2 separate regions of the Mus musculus genome follow, and region 1 is linked to region 2. Evidence: chromatin contacts called from public targeted proximity ligation data. All regions are on one chromosome and are shown on one strand. The core of a region is the stretch at or near the end of the contact, and the rest is flanking DNA. Distances in the headings are between cores, read along the strand shown.

Region 1 (4,250 bases), core at 1-2,500, 490 kb before region 2:
CCCCTTTTCTCCTACAGACCAGGGAGCAGAGGCAGGAAGCAGAAAGAGGGGTTAAATCCTCTCAGGAAGCTGTGTGACCTTGGGCAAGTCCCTTCCCCTCTCTGGGCCTCAAGTGGAGATAACAATCACACCACTGCACAAGGCCACAGCCAAAGACAACTAGATTCATTAAGTTTGCCGCCATGATGGCGATTTGGAGGACAGCCAGTGCCAGGCAGGGCTCCTCTGGAGGCCTGAGCGCCTGGGGCAAAGGCGCCGGTAGGGAAGCTCCTCCTTAGCCGACCCTCCTCCCCCAGAGCTAGCTCCAACTCTTTCTGGGTTTCTAGGTGACTTGGCTGGCCCCTCTGGATGAGTTCTACTTTAAACCTGCTGCTGCTGCCTCCTCTGTATTGGGGGGGCTCCCACAGGGGCCCCCAGGCAGGAGCCCCCCCAGCCAAGCCCTGCGGGGGGGGCTACAGCCCCCACCCCGGCCGGTGCCCATGGGTCTGCCCCTTCGGTTCCTCAGATCACTGGAACACAGATTTCAGGGCACCTGCTGTGGGCCAGGAGCTGCACAACCCCTCCTTTGGGGACACCCACGAGGCTTCTGCCACCTCTGGGCAAACAACCATCTTTCACTATGTTCAACTAAGAGGTTCACTGAGACTGGCTCCCGTCACAGGGTCAGCAGCACAAGAACTGCGGCAAGGTTTTCTCTGGAAAACCAGGATGCCTGGGTCCTCAAAGGAGGTGGCAGCTCCAGGCCTCCAGAGCTAGGGACGGGGGAGGGGCGCCTGCCGGCGGGAGGCCCATTAGCCAGCTAAGTGCTCCCTGGGAGGGGGGACTGTGCTGCAGCAGGAGGGGGAGAGGCAAAGTGAGGGCACGCGGGTGGAGTGGGATGGAGAGAGATGGGGTGACGACGTTTCCTGAGCTCATTAAGTGCGGTAGGAGTCGGGTTGAGGACAAGGGTCTGTGTCCCCTAACCTTATTATCTTCGCCTTTTCCACCTGAGTCCTCAACCGGCTGACCTTGGCATGTCTTGAGCGGCTCCAACACCCGTCTTTCCAGGTGCACCCTCAATAGCACTTTATCTAAGACAAAAAAAAGAGAGTCCTACTGAGTCAGCCGGCCAACAAAGACCCCCCCCATTCCATCCATCATCCCTTTGGCTGCAGTCGCCGCCCCAACCGCGAGGGGGCGCCGCCGTGGGTCGGGCGGCACCATAGCGGTGGGAGGGGGCGGCACCGCCCGACGGGGCGGGGCTCTGCGGGGGCGGGGCCGGGCGCCGAGTCTCCGGTCCGTCCGGGACAGACTGGCTGGCGGGCGGGCGCTGACGCCGCGGGGCCAGAGCGGGCCGCGCGGGAGCGTGTGGAGAGAGCAGTGGCACCGTCGGTTCCCGTCGGGGCTCCGTAGGTCCCCGAGCCGCCCCTGGCTTAGCCATGGCGGGCGCGAGGCCCGGCGTCCACGCGCTGCAGCTGGAGCCGCCCACCGTGGTGGAGACCCTGCGGCGCGGGAGTAAGTTCATCAAATGGGACGAGGTAAGTGAGTGGGCTGTCCTCTGCTCTGCCTAGATCGAAGGATTCCTTCAGTCACATTCGACTAGATGAATGCCAGGGACCCCCACTTCAGTGTTGCCTGACCACCTCACCCCCTATTCCAGCCTTGTTGCACTCCGGAAACTTGAGTCCCCTGTTGTCCTGGTAATTGAAGACTTTGTCGTTGTCCCCGCTCTTCTCCCCCGCAAGACAGTAGCTGTGGTCAATTGGGCTCTTCTTGGCATGGAGACTTTGAACCCCTGTAAATCCTGTCCTTCTTCTCACTCTTTTCCACCCTTGCCAACGATGAATATCAAAGTCTCCATGCTGGTTCTTAGTTTTTGGTCTGGTCCCCAGACCCCTGTTCCTGGCACAGGACCCCCATGGGGGCATAGGACATCCTTGCCTTGGGTGGGGTGCCACTGGGATCCTACTCTTCTCAGTGCCTCGCTTGCCTGAGCCATTATAGTCATCCCTTTCCAGCCTGCCCTGGTTGATACCCTTTCGTCCTGCTTCTGGATTCCAGCGAGCTTTCTGTTCAGATGGGAGCACCGAGCCACCCCTTACCGGAGACTTTGTTCCTTTCCAGGTTCCTCCAACTCTGGGAACTTTGCTCCCCACTCCTTAACTTAGTGACTTTGAACCTCAATAAATCCTGGTCCCCACTTTTTATTGCTTTCTCTCAGGTACTTCCCTGATACTCACCTGCGGCTTCTTATCTAGATATCACGTCTCACCCACGTTTCTGTACTGTTCCCTCTCCTACCCCCTGGGCTCCTTGCTCCCTAGGGCCTCAACTCAGGCGGCCTGAGTTTCCTTACTGTTCCTTCCCAGTCGGGCCATAGGCCTGGAAGACGCTGGGTTTCTTTCCGGCAGGGTGGGGCAGGAGTGAGAACTAAGGGGAGGGGCTGGGGGCGTGGCCTTAGCTGCAGGTGTGCTGGGCAAGGGTGGGTACCCCCGGGGCCCCAGGATACCCCTTCCCCCAGGCCAGACTAAAGGGAAAAGTTTCTCCTTTTCCTTGCAGTGTGATAAACCCAAATAAGGAAGTGGAAACAAGGAGAGGGCCTGGGTTGGGGTGGGGGTGCTGAACAAAGTTTGGAACTGAAGAGCCAGAGCCCTGGGTGGCCTTTGGAGGTTAGGCCCCTGAAGATGGTGCCACAGGGGCTACAGGGACAGTACCCACAAGTTTCCCCCTTTCTAGCACTATTGGTGGCTAGCTGGTCAGGCCTAGGGCAAGGTTTGGAATCTCCTGGAGGGGTTGGGACCTGGTGTCCTCTGATTAAGAGTTGAAGGATTATGAGTCCCATGGGTTTAGGGACCTGTGTCCCCAGATCAGCTGCTGTTCTTTTGTAAACCGAGACTGCATGGGTGGGGCTGTGAACCCCTATTCTCCCAAGAGAGAAACTGAGCTCTCTGCTGTGAGGTTGAGGCTGAGGTCAGGAGCCAGGGGTGGTCCTGCAGGGGTCTTGGCTTTCTGTTTGCCACATGCCAGGACTTTGCAAGTGTACCCCTGCAAATCCTGACTCCTCAGTTTCCTCCTGTATAAAATGAGGGTGATGTAAGGACACACCTCACGCACAAGGTGTTGGGGAGCACGGAGAGGGGGTTGGGGAGCATGGAGAGGGAGTTTTAGTTTCAGGGCGTAGAGCTGGATGTGCTTCACAGACAGGGCAAGGGGACGGGAGTGTGCACCGTTGGTGGCAGGACTGTCAGGGGAGAGAGAGCAGCAGTTTGGGGATGCTAATTCTCTTTTGGCTAAAGGGAGTGTAGGACTGACTGGAGTGTAAGTCCTTGCTGGTCCTGAGCATATGGCATAGCCTTGGGCATCAGTGACTAAGTCCTTTTTTAGAAAATGAGCATATCCCTACTATCCTGCCTTTCTGTCAGTCACCATAGGGTTGTTAGGGAGAAGAAACTCCCTGCCTAGTCTTCCTGAGGGGCCCTTTTCTATAAGATGGGTGAGCCTAGAGGCTATGAGGATCCCATGAGGTACAATGTGATGGGTAATGAGCAATGAGAAAGATCTTAGGGTGGCCAGATACTGGAAGGGCTCAAGGGACAGAGAGAAGCTTTATCTCCAGGCTCCTAAGCCCTCTGCTTTCATATGATGTCTTAGTTAGGGCTTTACTGCTGTGAACAGACACCATGACCAAGGCAAGTCTTATAAAAAACAACATTTACTTGGGTCTGGCTTACAGGTTCAGAGGTTCAGTCCATTATCACCAAGGTGGGAGCTTGGCAGTATCCAGGCAGGCATGGCACAGGTAGAGCTAAGAGTTCTATGTCTTCATCCAAAGATTGCTAGTGGAAGACTGACTTCCAGGCAACTGGGATGAGAGTCTTAAGGCCACACCCACAGTGACACACCTATTCCAACCAGGCCATACCTCCAGATGGTGCCACTCCTTGGTCCAAGAATATACAAACCATCACATACGGGACTAGGATGCTAAAGTAAAGGGTGTGAGGCGGAGGATTCTAGCATCCCTGACCTCTCAGGCCTTCTGGGGAAACCGAGGCCAGGATGGGCTCCTGGAGGCCTCCATAGCAGTTTCATGGTTAGAGAAGAAATGAAAGTACAGGGTCGGGTGTGGCAAAATCTGGGTGCTACGGGCAGGGTAGCTAGCTAGAATAGAATCCTGTGGGATAAAATCTCGGGGTGAGGCTGGGAGACATGCTGGGAACTGAACCTGCAATGCCCTGTGACGACTTCATCTCCAGGAGCATCTGCAGGCT
Region 2 (4,191 bases), core at 334-2,833:
CTCTGAGCAACCTCAATATATACACTGAGACAGGGTATTGCTGTGCAGCTCTGACTGGCCTATAACCCACTCTGTAGACCAGGCTGGCCTTGAACTCACAGAGCTCTAGCCACTTCTCTCCCAGATGCTGGGATTAAGGGCAAGTCCCACTATACCTGAAAGCTGAAAATTTTTACTCGATGTTTTCTCTTTTTAGATTTTGACAAACTCTTAGAAGAATAAGAGAGGAGGAGGAGGAGGAGGAGGAAGAGGAGGAGGAGGTGGCAGTGGCAGCGGCTATGCAGCAGCAGCCAGGTACGGTGGTTCACACCTGTGATCCCGACACTCAGAAGGCAGAGACAGGATGACTGCTGCAGGTCTGAGGCCAGCCTGACCACACAGTGAGATGCTGTGTAAAACAATGAAATAAAAGCACCGCTTGCAAGGAGCCACTGAGCATCGTGGACGCGGATATGGCAGGGATCTCGAGAGGGAGGGGCTTGGAGGCTGGATATGAACACAAAGACAGGGTGGGAACAAATAGGAGGGGCAGAACCCCTCTACAGACACAGCTCCCACTAGAAGCCAGTTCCTCCCGCAAAACCTTACTGACCCAAAGACGGGAGATGCACTCCCAGGCCCCAGGCTCCCTTGCACTGTTTTATGTTTTATGTTTTTGTTTTTGTTTTTTTTTTTTTGTTTTGTTTTTTTGGTTTTGGTTTTGGTTTGGTTTGGTTTTTTGAGACAGGGTTTCTCTGTGTAGCCCTGGCTGTCCTGGAACTCACTTTGTAGACCAAGCTGGCCTTGAACTCAGAAATCTGCCTGCCTCTGCCTCCTGAGTGCTGGCATTAAAGGCGTGCGCCACCACACCCGGCTCACTGTTTTATGTTTGTTTGTTTAAATATACTTTATTTTTAATTATGTGTATATGTGCGTGTGCCTGCATGTATGTAGGGATGTGAGCCACCATGTTGCGTAGGTCATCCGCAACTCCAAGTTGTTGTTTAAATTATTGTTTTATTATTTACTATGTGCATGTGTATGTACATGCCTATAAAGGCAAAAGGAGTTTGATCCCTGGATCTGAAATTACAGGTGTTTGTAAGCCTCCAGATGTGGGTGCTGGTAACCGAACTCTCATCCTCAGAGCATACTGAGCTGTTTCCATGCGCGTGCGTGCACACGAGAGAGAGAGAGAGAGAGAGAGAGAGAGAGAGAGAGAGAGAGAGAGTCAGAGTCAGAGTCATCAGGCCTGACCACTAAGAGCCTTTACCTGCTGAGCCATGCCACCAGCCCTAGGGTCCCTTCAATACCGTGGCCCCAAACCTGTTCTCTCATGACAAGGCATCACCTTCCTCAGGGTCCTGCTGCTGGGTCCCTCTCCTAACAGGATCCCAAAAGTGGCCCCTGTGATGGCCTATCTCACTGTTTATGGCCAGAGTCCCCAGAGCCTGCCGTGACCCGTCTTTTGGCTGGAACAGGAGTCAGCACGAGCTGAGTGCTGAGAGGAAGAAGGAAGGAACTGAAAGGAACTCTGACCCCTGCTCCAGAGTCGCTCCCCAGTATGGAATAGGAGCCACCTGACTCATTCCTTGACAGAAGAAAAGGTAAACAAGATGTGGGCATGGCACTGTTATTCAGCATTGAGAGGAAGGGAGTTCTGACTCACACTACAACACAGATGAACCTTGAAAGACACTCTACTCACTGAAACAGCCAGGCATAAGAAGACAAATATAGGGGCTGGAGAGATGGCTCGGCAGTTAAAAGAACTGGCTCCTCTTCCAGGGGACTTCTGTCAATTCCTAGCACCCACATGACAGCTCACAATTGTCTGTAACTCCAGGTTCAGGGGATCCGACACCCTAAGATATATGTGCAGGCAAAATACCAATGCATGCAAAGTAAAACAAATAAGTCATTAAAATAAAGAAGTCAAATATACAGATAGGATATAGTGGCGCATGCCTGTTACCCTAATCCTCTGGAAGGCCAAGACAACAGGATCTCCACTCCAAAGTTATTCCAAAGTTAGACTGGACTATGTGTGAGACTCTGTGTTGAGTGGAAAGAAGAAAGGGAGGGGGAGGGAGAGGGGAGGGAGGAAAAGGAGAAGCTGGGGAGATGGTTCGTGGTTAATATGTTTGCTGCTTAAGTATGAAGCTCAGAGTTCAAATCCCCAGAAACCACAGAAATGCCAGGTGGGTGTGCTGGCCCACCTATAATATCAACCTTAGAAGGCAGAGACAAGAGATCCCCTAGGGGAGAGAATGGAGGAAGGTTTTTCGGAGGGGAAACCAGGAAAAGGTTTAACATTTGAAATGTAAATAAATATCTAATAAAAAAATGTTTAAATGTTTAACAGGAAAAGAGAGAGAGAGATCCCCTAGCAAGCTGGCTGGCCAAATCTGTGAGCTCTGGGTTTGATTGAGAGACCTTACTTCAGTGAACGGAGTGGCTGGTTTCTGCCATCAGCCTTGGATCTGCACATGCATGTGTGCACCCACATATGTGTGCCTCCACACACACGCAAGCATGTACGCGAACACATGAAGTAGTACTGTGTGTCGTCACTCATCTAAAGTCCCAGAGTAGTTCAAACAGAGATGGTGGCCAGAGGCTGGGGACAGGGAGAGGAGAGCTTATGTTTAACAGAGACTTCAGTGTGGGAAGATGGGGAAACTGCACCTGGACGTTGGTGAGGGCTGTGCAGAGACTTGAGTGTAGTCAGAGCCCTAATCATGAGTAATGACGAAGACTAGAAATGTGTGTGACGTGCGATTTGCCACAGTTTCAAAAAGAAACAAAAGCAAGGCAATGTGGGAGGACCCCAGAGTCAGGCCAGTGTGCAAGGTGCTGGCTATGCAAGGTAGAGAACCCAAGCTGTATCCCCTGAACCCACAGAAAAGAAGACGTGCAGCGTGGGGCCAAGACCCCAGTCTCCCTATGGTCAGATGAGAGATGGAGACAGGCAATCGCCAAGAAGCCAGCTAGCCCAGGCTACAGAGGGAAGCAGCAGAAACAAGAAAGATCCTTTCTCAAAAAGTGGAAGGCCAGAACCAGCTCCCAGAATGCCCTCGGACCTCCACACATATGCCTGGCACAAGAGCAACATATAAAACACAACTGAAAAATTACAAAAACAGGAAGAAGGAATCTGGGGTGGGGCTCAGCAGGAGCAGGCTTCAGTTGTCAGCACTGGGGTGTGGGGATGCAGGAAAAACAAGGGAAGGTTGAAACAGCTACCCCAAGTTCCTGGATGGGTCGCTGACCACCTGTGAGGAACCCTAGAGACTGTCAGCAAAGACCCACAGTGCTGTCACGAGGCAGAGCCAAGAGCTAAAGTCCTTTCTCATGGTTTTCTCTGGCTCTCTGGGCAGTGGGGGGAAGGGAGAGCGGTGGGGGTAGGGGGAGGAAATGATGGCATGGCCTCACTTCTGGGTGCCTGGCAGTCCCCTCCTCCCAGGCAGTGAGCAGAGGAGGTCACTGCTGACTCGCAGGCCAGCAGTGGTGATGGCTGCTGGAATGAGAAAATTTAGTTGACGTTGATAAGCACTTAAATTGGATAATGTGTCAGGCCTCATTTGTATCAATTCTCTTTCTTGGGTTCAACAAGATGGAGGCAAGCACACAGGAATTAGCAGGCGGAAAACAAGAGCCTGAGAGCGGGAGGCCGAAAGGGAAGGAGGAGGAGGCAGTGGCCAGAGCAACAGAAGTTCTAAAAAGTCGCGCATAGCCACTCTGAATTCATCCGATGTCAGCCGACCCTGGGAGCTACACAGGGTGAGGACTGGCTAGTTACAGCCCGCCAGCTGTTCTCTCGATTTGGAACCCTCATGGCCAGGCAGGTGGTGACCTATTCACTGCATCTGTGGTGGCCAGAACGAGGTGGGCGGTCTGTCAGTCCACAGCTAGCGCTCAGAAAACCAGGCAGCTTCTGTGTACTCTGGCTCCGCATTCAGCCAACAAACGTGGATGGAGATACTTAAGGAACGAACTGTCTGTACTAAACACATACAGATACTGCTGGTCCTTATTCACCAACCAATTTAATAGCGACCACCATAAAACTACAATGTAACTATTATATAGCCTTATGTTTCTCTCTCTCTTTCTCTTTCTCTCTCTCTCTCTCTCTCTCTCTCTCTCTCTCTCTCTCTCTCTCTCTCTCTCTCTCTCTCTCGCCAAAGCTAGCCTCAAATCCTGTATGTA

Evidence for each region.
Region 1: a targeted proximity ligation map of pancreatic cancer cells shows a contact between it and region 2. A contact is called at or near these places in 9 of 39 promoter capture datasets (the 3T3-L1 cell line, the C10 cell line, the HPC-7 cell line and 6 more), 2 of 484 Hi-C or Micro-C datasets (cortical neurons and pre-megakaryocyte-erythroid progenitors), 21 of 130 datasets of targeted methods (the 230-238 cell line, the NIH/3T3 cell line, T-cell acute lymphoblastic leukemia and 12 more) and 2 of 9 other capture datasets (embryonic stem cells and liver).

The regions. Positions count from the first base shown.
Region 1 is chr19:6,966,814-6,971,063 of GRCm38.p6, reverse strand. Plcb3 (phospholipase C, beta 3) reads left to right here and starts at 1,250. Exons shown (of 31, transcript NM_001290349.1): 1 at 1,250-1,517. The coding sequence starts at 1,419. Gm52400 (a long non-coding RNA gene) reads right to left here and starts at 2,368. Exons shown (of 3, transcript XR_003952919.1): 1 at 2,220-2,368; 2 at 964-1,070.
Region 2 is chr19:6,474,528-6,478,718 of GRCm38.p6, reverse strand. All of the region lies in intron 9 of Nrxn2 (neurexin II), which reads right to left. Among named protein-coding and RNA genes, the nearest start is that of Gm52381, 21 kb to the left of the region's middle.